Linked DNA regions of Mus musculus: regions 1 and 3 are each linked to region 2. The links are chromatin contacts, called in public capture Hi-C maps. All regions are on one chromosome and are shown on one strand. The core of a region is the stretch at or near the end of the contact, and the rest is flanking DNA. Distances in the headings are between cores, read along the strand shown. Region 1 has its middle 9.3 kb from the start of 4930471E19Rik. Region 2 has its middle 21 kb from the start of Llph. Region 3 has its middle 24 kb from the start of Gm34952.

The links. Capture Hi-C pulls out chosen DNA fragments and counts their contacts.
Region 1: a capture Hi-C map of embryonic trunk shows a contact between it and region 2, with 7 times the contacts expected there. The contact joins two enhancer-like sites. A contact is called at or near these places in 1 of 15 datasets of contacts at CTCF or cohesin (the NIH/3T3 cell line), 6 of 115 datasets of contacts at active chromatin or transcription factors (embryonic basal ganglia, embryonic stem cells, extraembryonic endoderm stem cells and 2 more) and 3 of 9 other capture datasets (embryonic stem cells, embryonic tail and embryonic trunk).
Region 3: a contact with region 2 is called in a capture Hi-C map of embryonic tail, with 4 times the contacts expected there. The contact joins two enhancer-like sites. A contact is called at or near these places in 16 of 484 Hi-C or Micro-C datasets (adipose-derived mesenchymal stem cells, cortical neurons, embryonic fibroblasts and 4 more), 14 of 115 datasets of contacts at active chromatin or transcription factors (bone marrow-derived macrophages, craniofacial prominence, embryonic forebrain and 6 more) and 3 of 9 other capture datasets (embryonic stem cells, embryonic tail and embryonic trunk).

The regions. Positions count from the first base shown.
Region 1 is chr10:120,643,152-120,647,720 of GRCm38.p6, reverse strand. No RefSeq gene overlaps it. Among named protein-coding and RNA genes, the nearest start is that of 4930471E19Rik, 9.3 kb to the right of the region's middle. RefSeq lists an enhancer at 1-1,678. Within about 2 kb of position 1,325, at least 86 of the 459 cell types and tissues checked have an H3K27ac peak or open chromatin away from gene starts, as enhancers often do. A contact at or near this core is called in embryonic tail, where this site is marked.
Region 2 is chr10:120,245,951-120,250,358 of GRCm38.p6, reverse strand. No RefSeq gene overlaps it. Among named protein-coding and RNA genes, the nearest start is that of Llph, 21 kb to the right of the region's middle. Within about 2 kb of position 2,773, at least 39 of the 459 cell types and tissues checked have an H3K27ac peak or open chromatin away from gene starts, as enhancers often do. A contact at or near this core is called in bone marrow-derived macrophages, embryonic limb bud, embryonic tail and 1 more, where this site is marked.
Region 3 is chr10:120,550,094-120,555,069 of GRCm38.p6, reverse strand. No RefSeq gene overlaps it. Among named protein-coding and RNA genes, the nearest start is that of Gm34952, 24 kb to the right of the region's middle. RefSeq lists an enhancer at 1,473-3,112. Within about 2 kb of position 3,034, at least 93 of the 459 cell types and tissues checked have an H3K27ac peak or open chromatin away from gene starts, as enhancers often do. A contact at or near this core is called in bone marrow-derived macrophages, embryonic limb bud, embryonic tail and 1 more, where this site is marked.

The DNA of each region.
Region 1 (4,569 bases), core at 76-2,575, 400 kb before region 2:
GGAAGTGAGAGCCAGCCTACCTGAAGCAGGGTTAGGACCCAATCTCACCCTAACTTTTAGAAACGTTCTTCCCTGTACCACGCTTTCTTTATGATCCTCTCTCTGTGTGTCTCTTTCTTTTTCTGTGTGTGGGAGTGTGTATGTGGTGTACTGTGGTGTGAGTGTATGTGTGTGTGTGGTATGGTGTGTGTGTGTGTATGGTTTGATGTGTTGTGGTATGTTTGTATGTATGTGTGTGTGTGTGGTGTGTGTATGGTGTGTAGTGTGGTGTGTGTTTCTGTGACTCCGGGTTTAAGCACTCAGCAGGATCATAAGGATTCATGTTTGCTAAGCCAGAGAAATCAAATGCATAGCATCAAAACCCTCCCACTTGGAAAAACATTAGAATCCTGGGAATTTCTGGAAACACCAGAGAGCCCAGCCCCAGGACCTGCAGTGTAAACACTGTGGCTAATTTGTTGAAGTGAGATGCCATTGGTGATTCTCCCTGCCTTGAGAGACGACAGGACTCCCGGGCGGAACAAAGCAGATTGCTGTAGTAGATTGCCGGCCTGCAGAGGCCGGCTGTGGAGAGTGATCAGGAAAACACCAGACACGGTACTGAGACAGATCATCTTTCTTAAAGAGGAGTTAAAAAAAAGAAAAAGAAAAAGAAATTTAAAAAAAGAACTCAAAAGGAATTCCCCTCCCCGGGAGTTTGCCTTGAAGAGGGCAATCATTTCTCTGGCTCCGCTCCTGCCCACAGACTGTTGGACACAACGGGAGAGCGAAGCTTGGCTCTGCTCGCTCGCTTGCTTACAGAAGCAGCTCTCAGACCAGTGGACAAGGCTAACGCTGCCGAGAGCAAGCTGAAGGCTGGATAGCACTCGAGCAATCGAGTTAGACACAGTTAACTCTCAACAAGCGTCCTGCTCACTATGATTTCATAGGGCTTATTCATATAACCAAAAAACGGTGCTCTTCAGCACTTAGTTGTTTATTATTATTATCATCATTATTATTAATCAAAGCAAGGTGTCCATATGCTGGTCTGCAGAATGGCCTCCCTGGCCTACCAAAGTTTACCATTTCGACTAGGTTTGATCTGGGGCTTACGGCTTTTTCTTTTTCCTTCCCATGGATTTAAAGACTATTCTATTTATTTGCATGGAGTGTTTTAAAAATATCTTTTTAAGTTCTCATTTCCACTCATCAATAGAATACTTCTACCCTCTTTCTATTCTGGTACTAAAGAATGGAAAATCTAGCGCTAAGATCAGAACACTGCCCTTCCTCATGCCCAGGCTACTACTGGAAAATTCCGGTTACCAGACTGCGGTGGCTCACCCAGGAGGAGGTGGTGCAGCTCAGACAGGACTCACTTCTTCTCCTGTGCATTTTCAGGGCGTGGCCACTTTGTCTTCCTAAAAACAGCATTTTAAATGATACTTCCTTTAGGAAATAAGACCCACTTTGGGGTTTTTAAGAGTACTTACCTTCAAGGAAAAAAATTTAAGGGCCACAAAATGCCCTCTGAGGTTGGCTTAGTGGAAGGTAGAAGTTTCTTCTATTTTCAGTTCCAGCTAGGAGGGCAACCATTATGATGCACTTTGAAATGCTATTAGTCAATTTTTTCAGTATTCTAATTCTAGGTGGCAAATGGCATTGACTCTCAGTTGCTTGTGGCTGCAAATAGTCTCTCTCTCTCTCTCTCTCTGTGTGTGTGCGTGTGTGTGTCTCCCCCTCTCTGTCTCTTTTTGTCTCCCTCTCTCCATCTCTGTCTCTGTCTGTCTGTCTATCTCCCTCTCTCTGTCTCTCATTTTTCTCTGTCTCCCATCTGTCTCTTCTCTGTCTGTCTGTCTCTTTCTTTCTCCCTTCTGAATCTTTCTTTCTCTCTCCCCCCCCCCCCCTCCCTACCTCCAGGGAGGATGTGAATATAGGCAGTGAGATTTCATCTTGCTCAATGAATATGTTCAAGTTGCCTTCATCTATCTCATTCTGGGGTGAATGGCTGACTGGGACTTGCTCTAATGGGACACTTTAAACCAGAGGCACAAGCAAGCATCTTCTTGCATTCCATTGGCCAGAGCAAATCATATGGTAAATTTGGGGAACACACTTTGCCTGCCCTATACAAAGATCCTGCAGACGTAAATGACAAGGGGTATGGTGTATGGGCTGAAAATCCTCCCTCACCCCACTGCTGGGGATCAAACCCAGGGTTTTACACATGGTCAGCAAGCGCTCTATGTCCTATCTCCAGTTTTCCAAAAGCTTTTTCTTTTCCCCATAATCATTCATGTTTATTTTAATTAAAATATAATTACAATACTTTGCCCCTCTCCTTTCTTTCCACCACTCCTTTCATGCCTCCCCCTCACCCACTCTTAAATTGATGGCCTTTCCCCTCTAATTATTATTTTTACATATATCTGTTTTGCTGTTATACACACACATATATGTGTATATATATATGTGTGTGTGTGTAACTATCTGTATCTATATCTATGCATCTGTATGTGTTATATATATGGTTATGTATATATGTCTATACACACACACACACACACACACACACACACATATATATATATATATATATATATATATATATATATATATATACACACATATCACATGCACAGATGCACATAAGTATGTATAGCCATACTGTACTGAGTCTGGGTAGTGCTGCAAGGGTATGGATGATTTCAGGGCTGATTACTTGGTATTGAGCAGTGAGAGAATTGTTCCAAATCTGCTGCTGTGAGGATTTTATAAGAAAAGCAAATACCACTTTATCTAGAATTAGTATACAACACAGTTTTTCAACCAAGAGTAAGAGAAAGGCTTTTTAAAAGCATAGCTTTATAGGAAGATCTTTATATATATATTTTTTCCAGTAAAGATTAAATTATCTAGATAGCAAATGTGGGAGATAAATAATTACTAAGTCCACTAAGAAACCACCTCTTTTGTAACATTAGCTTATTCATTCATCAGTGGGATAGTTATTGTTACTCTATGCCAGGAAGGAGTTATAGTACACTAAGGAACTAGTTATACACTGTAACTAGTCATATATAACTAGGAGTTATAAAGATACACCAGTGAATGGGAAGAAAAATGGCTGCCTTTGTGGAGGCAACCTTCCAGCAACCAGTCACCCGTCCAGTACAGAGTAGAATTCAACTCATGAGCTCCCACCTCTAGCTGAGGAGCTAGTGAGAGCTGCTAGCTTCTGCAAGACAGAGTCAGTTTTCTTTAAGAGTATGTCCACCATGCTCCAGGATTCCATGACTGACAGTCCATCTATTGTATATATGTATATATGTATGTGTGTATATGTGTGTGTGTGTGTGTGTGTATATATATATATATATATATATACATATATATGTGTGTGTGTGTGTGTGTGTGTGTGTGTGTGTATACACACACACACACACCATAAGCACACAAAAACTAGCAATGAAGGCTGTCAAATACAAACCTTAGAGGAAAACCTCACTAACAGAGCACAGGACATAGAACAGAGAATTTCAGGTGTTAAAGACGAGGTAGAAGAAATGGATACCTCAGTCAAATAAAATGTTTAATTTCTTTAAAAAAAAATCCAGGCACAAAACATCCAGAAAATTGAGGACACTATGAAAATACCAGATCTACAAACAATAGGGATATAGACAGGAAAAGAAAAACATATTGAAGGCACAGAAAATATTTTTAACAAACATCATAGAAGAAAATTTCTCCAACATAAAGAAGGTGTCAATAAAGGTACAAGACCATAGAGAACAGCAGATCTACAGGATCAGACAAGAAACTCCCCACAACATGCAATGATAGAAGCCACTAACTGAACAGCACAAATAAAGAATATCAAAAGCTGCAAGGGAAAAGAACGAACAACTTACAAAGGCAAAGGTATTAGGATAACACCTGACTTCTCAGTGGGGTCTCTGGAAACCAGAGGGTCCTGCATAGCTCTTATACTAATTCTAAGAGATCACAGATGCCAGATCAATGCTGTTTGCTACTAAAGTAAAACTAAGAACCTAAGATTAGATAGGTCATCAGCCTAGGGCAAACTTACGACTATTGGTCTGCTAAAGGACCATTAACTGACTCCTAATGGCTTCCTGCCACTCTCATAGATCACAGAGTTCCCTCTCAGCTCTCCATCAGTGGATGGGAACTAACACAGAGACCCACAACTTGACAATGTGCAGAGAGTGAGAGACTTTGGTGCATTCGGTCCTAAGTCTTCAAATCCCTCCCCTGAAGACCCAAGAAGCTATGGAGGAGGTGGGAAAATGGTAAGAACCAGATGGGATAGAGGACTCCAAGGAAAGAGTGTCGATCACGTACGATCTCACACAGACTATGACAGCATGTGTAGGACCTGTGCAGGTTCAAGCCAGAGGTGTCCCAGTATGAGAATAGGAAGTGAACAAAGGCTCCAACCCCTAATCACGACACTGTCTGCAATTGATAACTCCTGGCCAAAGAAAGATTGATTTTCTCCAGTGGATTCCCACTGGGTATTAATGACATTTCAGGGAAGGCTCCATGCCCAGCAGTGGCCAA
Region 2 (4,408 bases), core at 1,524-4,023:
GATCAATAATCAGGAGTTTCCTTTTTCTTTTCAACCTGCTCATCTACGATTTGGGTTTTACGTCTCAAGATGAACGCATAGCCGTGTTTGAAACATTCCGGAAGCTGCTTTTGTGGTGTTTTCCTTGGGTAGCTTTGGGAATATGCGTGGGAATGGTTGTTCCTCGAGGTGAGATTTTTCAAACGTCAGGCTCTGCAGAGGTATTCACGGGATTCTTTCGGTGATCTAGTGTGTTTTAAATTCAAATGAAGGAATCTGTAGACATTGGTAAGTAGCTCCTTTATCCTGGTAGCTCCTGCTTCAAGTTAAGTGAAGATCAACATCTCCTGTAGGTCTTGGTGCCATTGTTCCTGAGGTCTGAGACCTCCGGCATCCAGGAAGCTGGCATCACTTCTTTAAGACACAGGGAGACACATGAGTGGGACCAGGAAGGAGGAACTTTACAGACAGTAAAGTCAGTGAAGCTGGACATTGCCAGCCTGAAGGTAACCAGGCTCCCAGAGCAAACGCCTGCTTTCGAAAAGGGGGGTGGGGCTGGGGGATGTCTCAAAAATAGGGAAGAATTTGGTGACTAGCATAAATGTAGGGATAAAAATCACCATCCTCAAAAAAGGTACAGGTGTTCTATACAGTCTACAGGTATCCAACACATTTCTTATTTGAATAGATGGCGTATGATGAGAAAATACAATGAGAATATGTAGACTATTTGAAAGCGTGATCACCACGAATAACTCATGGACATTGTGGAAGTTCCCAGACAGGGCTGGGTGCCACAGGTATCTGGGAATCCAGGGAAGAGTTTGTGTTTCTCTCTGTGCCTCTCTTATTTCTTTGCCCTTTGTCCCCCCTCTCCGACCCCCCCAGTCCTTCCTCTCATACCGCAGCATCTACAAAAGCACAGAATAGTTCCCCAATGTGGTAGAATATAAGCTCCATATTTTGTACAACTCTGGAAGTATTTTTGAGAATTGTAATGCATCTTAACAAGGCATCAACAGAGAAGACACACAACTACTCACACCAGGGATACGTGATATATATTTTTTAAATCCAAAGAACTTGAAGTTGGCCGGACTGGAGCAAAATTTCCCTACGGAGGTGCTAGAACCCATTCTCTGTCAACCTTTCCTTTTCTCTTCTCAATTATTTTCCTAGTCCTGCTGGAACGGTTCCTCTTGGCCCATCTCACTACCTGAAGGAAGTCTGACTGAGGTGTGGACAAGGCTACACAGGCTGCTTCATTGTGCACTATTTAACTTCTCTTGAATATCCTCAGATTCTGGTATCTGTCTTTTGTAACCTTCGGTTTTAGTTTAATGTGTGTGTGGTGGTGGGGCAGCTGGGAGACATATATTGGAAGTGACAGTGACTATTTTTAAAGAACAAAACAAAATTTTTGAAAATTGTACCTGATAATTAAGTCTCTCTGGGAGGCCATATGTTGATCCAGGTGTGGGGCGTTTGTTTATAAAGAAGTTTTTTTTTTGAAAGCTGGCTACACTTAGAGATAATCTCTGTAAGGTTGGTCTCACTCACCTACATTTAAGTTAAACCACTTGATTTCAATTAAATAAAGCCATGGTGTGTTCCATAGCAAGTATTCCCAGGTCTGAGGCGGCTGCAGTTACTTACTTCAGTTTAAGAAACATTATGGGGGGGGGGGGGGAGAGAGCTGACTCAGGATGTCAGCCCACTGCCTCCTCTTGCAGAGACCCAGATTCAATTCCCAGCACCCACACTGTGCACGCAACCACCCGTAACTCCAGATCCAGCGATTCTGATGCCCTCTTCTGGCCTCTGCAGGCATTTGATTCTTGGACTACACAGACACCCGTGCAGGAAAAACACCAACACACATAAAAAACAACTCTTCAAAACAAACAAACAAACAAGGAACCATTGTCAACCACTTCCAATTGGAAGGGGGGGAAAAAAAAAGAACTCATTTATAAAAGTCCAAACTATTTATAAAAGAACATTCAAGAACCTGTAGTTGATCGTATATGAGAAAGTGGTCAGGGTTTGGTATGGAAGGAGAGAAACGTCATATGTATCTGAGTTCATCATGTGTACTTTTGCATGTTAAATAGAAAGGAACTATCTCAGCAGGTAAAGTGTCAAGATTGGAAGCAAGAGGACCTGAGCTTTGGTAACCAGAACCCACTGCAAACCCTGTATGGCGGTGTCAGGAGGAAGAGAAGGAGGAGGGGGAAGAGGGGGAAGAGGAGAAGGGGAGGAGAAGGAAGAGGAGAAGGAGGAAGGAGAAAGAGGAGGAGGAGGAAGAAGACAGGGAAGGGGAGAGGAGGAGAAGGAGGAAGGAGGAGGAGGAGAGGGAGAAGAAGAAGAAGAAGAAGAAGAAGAAGAAGAAGAAGAAGAAGAAGAAGAAGAAGAAGAAGAAGAAGAAGAAGAAGAAGAAGAAGAAGAAGAAGAAGAAGGGGGGGGGGGAAGAGAAAAAAGAGGAAGAAAGTGAATTCTGCTTTAATACTTGAAAGTGCACCGTTAAATTTCCCTCTTCTATGTCTTGGTGGCTAGGGCATCCCTAGCAGTTTAAATATGGCTGATATTTACATCTCATCTGCTAATACTTTGTAGGGAATTAGTTTAAGCAATTAAAACCTTCCCCTTCCCCCTACCACCCATAAAACAGAGGGCTGTGAAAGAAGAAGCCAACTAGCTGCTTCTAGTCCAAACTGAAACTTGATGCAGTTTTAGTAATTGCTTCCTCAAGACCCTTTACTGCCATCTGTGGGGCATTTACAGGTATTACCGCCCAGACTCCCTGCTGACTTCAAGACAATAGAGAATTAGGGGGTTGTGGGGAGAAGGGACCGTGGCCTACAGGACTGTGAGAAATGCCTCCAAACAGACTTCTGGGTCCTTCCAAAGGCTGACACTGCTCCTGTCTGCACATCACTGATAAACGGCTGAGTCCTTCAGGTAGGTCTCTCCTGCTGTTGCCTTCCTGCAAACGCCTGTTGCATCCAGGTCTCGAGAAGGAATGTTGCTGTTGTATCTGGAGGTCCCTGCAGGCCACGGCAAAGATCCCTTCAGCAGTGTAGGACCCTCTCTGGGGGAAATGGTTTTTAAGGAGTGTGAATTCAACTTTCCATCACTTCTGGAGGCAGGGCCATAAATTCCAAAGGTCTCGGGCAGGCCTGGTGGAATGCAGCATTTCAGACAAGCTCCAACGATGGGAAACAGATTCAAGTAGGTGCCATCAAAGAAGGCAACTGGTCATTGGAGACGCAGCTGAGGTTGGGGTACTGGGGGTTCAGGGAGAGGAGAGGACAAGAGAGAAGCCCTGTGGGGCTCAGGCAGCCAGGAAGCCCCTCATCATAAAGACAGAAATAAGGTTTGGCTTCATTCTTTTCAGCCCACTGATTGCTTTATTTCAAATTATCCTAACTACTTAGCATGGTAAATTAAGTTGAAACCCCCACAAGTTTGAGGAGGATGTCATCTAATCTGATTAAAAGGAATATTCCTCGTCACAGGCTGGGAAGGAAATGAAAATTACTCAGAGTGCACCGCTATTTGCTAATTTGCATAGGCTTGCACATGCTATGCATCAGAAGAGCATATGCTCTTTACTTTTAATGAAATAATTTCCCCTCTCTAAAGACCGTTAGAGTCTCTGTCCTTCCTATCTGTCTTTCTTTCTTCCCATCTGTCTCTTTTTGAATGTTAAGATTATTTCATGGGAAGGGTACATAAAATATGCTAATAATCTCCCCGCTGCGGGCAGGGCTGGGAGGTCCTGCTGCTGCCTCGCTGAGCGTCCCAAAGGTCCCCCTTGCCAATCTCATATAATTAAAGGCTCCCTTTACAGCCCTTAGAAGGTTAGACTTGATTCATCTGAGGCTTCCATTGATGGGGCAGGCGGTTTAAACCCAATCCTTTGGCTCGACTTCCCAAATAACTTCTTCCTGACCCCAAGGAATAGCGCCTAAATCAAAATGAAAATGAAGGGGAGAAAAATCTCCATCAAGCTCATGCCAACCCCCATCAGCAAGGTCTGTGATGGTCCCCTTGTGGCTGCGCATGCGCTGTCACTACCTTTGAAAGGTGGCTGTTTTTTGTTTTTTTGTTTTTGTTTTTGTTTTGTTTTGTTTTGTTTTGTTTTTTTGCCTCCTCTGCTCTTTAAGGAAAAAACAAACAAACAAACAACAACAACAACCCTGGACAAACATTGGCCGCTGCTGAAGGGGTCGCTCTCATTTTATCAATGGAGGCAAGAAGGCCCAGAGAGATGAGATGATGGGTTAGCAGCCAGAGGCTGGGGAAAGATAGGAAGGTTGAAATGGAGCTATGTTTTGGAGTCTCTGTGGATATTCATTCACTTTTGGTAATATTTTAGCAGATCTCATGTCTAGTTGTAATGTAGCCAACAGAGGAATTCTAGTGA
Region 3 (4,976 bases), core at 1,785-4,284, 300 kb before region 2:
TAATGTCAAGTGATTATATCCGTACCATCTGCGTTGTGTGTGGAGGCCAGGGGATGATATCTTGTATCTTCCTCTTAGTGCCTGAGATTCTGTCTCTCACGGAACCTGGAGCTCCATCATTTCAGGTAACCTGGCTGGCAACTAACAAATCCTCCCATCACTGTCCCCTCCAGTTCTGGGGTTACTAACCAGGCCAAACCATACCCAGCTCTTTTCTTTTCTTTTCTTTTCTTTTCTTTTCTTTTCTTTTCTTTTCTTTTCTTTTCTTTTCTTTTCTTTTCTTTTCTTTTCTTTTCCTTTCCTTTCCTTTCCTTTCCTTTCCTTTCTCTTCTCTTCTTTCCTTTTCTCTTCTTTTTCTTCAAGCACTTTACCCATTGAGCCAATCCCATGGCACCAGTACACTCAATGACAATAGTGTCTTTGATAAGATATATTTGCTGGGGCTGGAGAGATGGCTCAGAGGTTAAGAGCACTGACTGCTCTTCCAAAGGTCCCGAGTTCAATTCCCAGCAACCACATGGTGGCTCACAACCATCTGTAATAAGATCTGACGCCCTCTTCTGGTGTGTCTGAAGACAGCTACAGTGTACTTACATATAATAAATAAATAAATATTTTTTAAAAAAAGATATATTTGCTGCTACAAATCAACCGTTTTTCATCAAATAAAGTTATTTTGAGACAGACTGTCTGATGAGCAACTGTTTGCTTTTATATACAACAAATAAAGTCAGCTGGCCAGTGCTTCCCTTTGTTCAGAGATTAGAAGTTAGTAGACATGGTGAGAGGGAAGAAAAAATGTGAACTAATTTGGAAATTGAGAGGAGAAAAGAAGGGGGAGAGAGGATGGGAGGGAGGGAGACAGAGAGACACACACACACACAGAGCCATTTACACCAGGTCTTGGATTCAAACCCAGAACTTTAAACAAAAGCTCACCTTTAAACAAGAGTGCCACCCACCAGCACAGCACACTTACAGCAGGTGGGTCCCTTAGGGCTACCACTACCTCCAGCAACCCACCTTTACCTGCAGCTACCTCAGGATCCAGATCTGCGTTCTAGCACAACAAACGCAAGGATGTGAGTTGAGTCTGAAGACCACAGAAAGTGACTTTGTGAATGTCCCCCTACCATGTATCCGCTTAAACATCTTTTTGTTTTTACTATTGCAACTTGTTCCGTTATTCTCTTCCTTCATTTCGATACTCTGTTCCTCACCACCATAACTTAGGGAATCCAAATTACCTTGCACCCCAAGATCACATCCTGAACATGAAGAGGAAAACACAATGTAAGGGGGCTATGATTTAGGCGACCTTCAGAACCCTTTCTTGTTCATCTCATCCTGTCCCTCCAAGATCCCGAATCTCTTCCCTTCTGTGTCACTTTCACTTCTAGGTCAACAAATATTTGACCGTTTTGAACAGATGTGTTTGTAAACTTACATGAGGAGCTCTTGAGAAGTAAGTTAGGGCAAGAGAGAACACTGCTTCTTCTCTCTCAGGAGAACCTTTAGCATGTAATCTCTACCTAACATGTCTCTGGGCAGATTATGATCTATGTCCAAAAAGGCTGGAGGAAGCCACGGGAGGATGCAGGCTCCCTGACTTGCCAGTCAGCACCTTCAGCTCTCTCCAGACCCAAAGTCTGGACTAGGTGAAACCAGCCAGCTCCATGCCTGGCTCAGGTCGAACCACAAAGTCACGCCTAACGTAGATTTGCCCATTGGCTGCAGGCCGGGCGCCCCTCAGTCTGAGGGGGGCGGAGTCTGGAGGGGGTGGAGTCTATCGGCAACTGGGCCACTGCTCCCACCCTTCTAGGGGACCCTTGTTTGGCGGTTTCTTTTTCCTCTTTGGGAAAAAGTTACCAACTTCATTGGCGTCGCTGCTCTGCAACTAGTCCCTCCAACCCCGCTCCCGGAGGCTGAGCTCAGATGCTCCGCAGACGCCGCCCAGCGGTCCAGGCCAGGGGCCCCGTGCCTCTGTCGGGGTCGCCTTTTCTCTGCTTGCACCCACGGCTACACCGATCTGCACAGCAGCATGGAGCCCGCACGCTGCCGGGTCCCCTCTCCTGACGTACACCTACCCCACCCCCTAACCAGTAGGACACTCTCCATCCTACTCCGGGTCCTCTTACGTACACCACCTTCACTCTCACCGAGGCTACCTAGAGTCACAGCCTCCTCCCTCCCGGTGGTGGCCGCCTTCTGTGCGTTCCCTAGGGTTCGTCATGCGCTAAATCTCCTGGCTCACATTTAGGGATCATATCCCCGCGCGCGCATTTTCCGAGATCACCCACGTGCTCTCATTCTCATTCTGCCCCAGCAACGGCCCGCATTGCGCGGTGGCCCCTCGAGCCGCGGATCGTGGGAACCAGGCTGGGCCCCTTCGTCCCTGTCCCTCCTAGGTCATCCATCTCCCACCCAGTCTGCTGCCGAGACTTCAAAGGCGCCCCTGCCGGCGCGGGCCCCCTGACCCCGTGCGCAGAGCAGACGGCTGGGGCGCTCGGCGCGGAGGGAGGCCAGTTGGCTCATCCAGACACGCTCGGTCCTGCAAGTGGCTGCGTGGGTACCGAAACGGCCTTGGGTCTAGCCGTACAATAGCCTCTGACAAGGCCGTACCACGCTCGGGCCACCTAGGGTTGTCCCCCACCCCCATTCCCAACCCTCCGCCAGCAAGGTCCTTGATTCGTTTCTTCCGGAAGGAAATCTGGATCAGGACTGACTCCTTTCCAAGCAGAATAAGAAAAATCGTTCCCAGCGCTTGCTCCCCCTCCTAAAAATAAAATAAAATCAAATCAAAATAAAAATAAATAAGAGTCTCCCCTGACACTTAAGCAGCACTTCCTTCTTTCTTCCCTCCGTCCCATTCGGACACCCCTAATTGACAGACTCTAATCCCCGGATCGGAACTACTTCTGCCGGGAAGATTTGGCCGGCTTTTCCTTTTCTCTCAGCATTCCTGAAAAGCCAATTCGTTCTGAGCTGCGTTGATGGAGGGCAGGGGGGAGGAGGGTTACTTCCAACTTCTGGCACCACCTGGGTGGTCGCCATAACCCAGCGGTTCCCTGTCAGCTGTGTATTCTCCTCCACTCTATAAAGGCGGCTTTGCGGGAATCGTTAAGGCTCTTCGCCATCGATCTGCGGGGTACATGTATTGATTTATACTTATAATCAACTACAGTGTGAGATTTCGGGGAGGGTGATGGTGTGTTCCCGGTGCATAACTAACTGTGGCTGTGTGTTTGGAGATGTTGAGTTCAAGCGAAACAGCTTTTTGCATGAGGCTCTCTAAACATTCTTTTTCACACACTTAAAAATATTAAGGCTGTGCTCCACAGTTCAGCATTTTGATTGGCTGTGGTTTTCTGTAGGTAAAACACTCCAAGAAAAGATGGGGGAGGGGGGGTTACGGGGAGGGGGCGTGTCTCAGCATAACTTCGAGTCCTTTAAAAGGAATAGGTTAAACTTAGTCGGCAGCACTAAGATACATATTATACATACAAGGGAGAACACAGAAGCCCTGAGACTGCCACTAAACAACTCAGGCTCACAGCTTTCTCCACCCTAACAATGTTTCCTCACTCTGAGGAATCATTGGTGATCTTCTGGTATGAAAGTCTGAGCTGTGAGCAAGAGAGCAAACTGGACAGGAATTGCTCAAAGGTGGAAGACATCAACTGCTCTGCCTTACACAGGATTTGTCGTCCAGTGGTGCCTGGGCCTTACGGTACCAATGTGGATGGGGGTACGCAGACCCTACCTGGAGGTAATTAGGTCTTTGGGACACCAGTCTCAAAACCTGCTAGGTTAAGGTGGTTCTTGTGGAACCCTGGTTAGTTCTGACGAGATGAGTTGTGGTCCTGATCTTGTCTAGCTTCCTATGTCATCATATAACTGCTCCCTCTCCCACGTGCGTTTCCTTTCAGCCGTCCATGAGGTGACGAGCTTAAGGCTCCTCAGAGCCCAAACCAAAGAAGTTGCCTGATCTTGGGATTTCAGTTTTCATAACTTTTAGTCAAATAACCCTTATTTCTCTATAAAATACCCAGCCTGGGGTATTTTGTTGTGTTGTTGTTGTTGCAGCAAAAGAGAAAAGACTAACTTAGGATCATCCCAGCTGGACATGGTGCTATGTGCCTTTCATCCCAGCCACTAGGAGCCAGAGTCAGGCAGATCATGAGTTTAAGGCTAGTTTGGGTTACATATTGAGTTCCAGAACAAAACTAGAGAGACCCTGTCTAAAACAAACAAACAAACAAACAAACAAACAAACAAACAAACAGAAAACCCAAAACAAAACAAAAAAACAAACAAAAAACCAAAATAAAACAGCAAAATAAGTTATTAGAATTATATCTCATTTAAAGTATGAACAGAAGTTATAAGTTTACATTTTTAGGAAAATTTAATTTTTAGCAGCAACACAGAACAGTGAAGAGCAGTTCATGACAGTATTCCTGAACAAAAAAGACCCCTGTAAGAGGTTGATAGTCAAGACCATTTATTTCATCTAGCAATGGATTTCTACGTATCTCTTCTGAGGCAATATTGGTCTTTATTTTGTCTCTGAGTAAGTACACAAGTCTCCAAGCGATGAGTTAGTACTCATATCCCATTCACTAATAGATAAATAACGCTGTAATAACAGCTCTTATAAGGTGGGCTCCTGACTTTCGTATGAAATTGTGCCCCTTGTTTTTGTTCCCAGAAGTAGAATTTGCTGAGGTGGATGGTCATGTGTCTTCTTCATCTTTTGCCCTTCTCTCCATATGCTCCTTGGGTGCACTAAGAAGACGGTCGCCTCCGCTCAGTTTGGGGTGTGAAATACGCAGTTTTAATTTAGTATTTTGTAACCACAAGTTCCAATCTTTGAAAGCACCATGGTTCAGTAGAATGTCCCAATGGGGGTAAACCTGTGTGCCCTTTCATGGTTTTCTGTTCATTTTGGACTATTTTCTAAATTGCCACCTAAT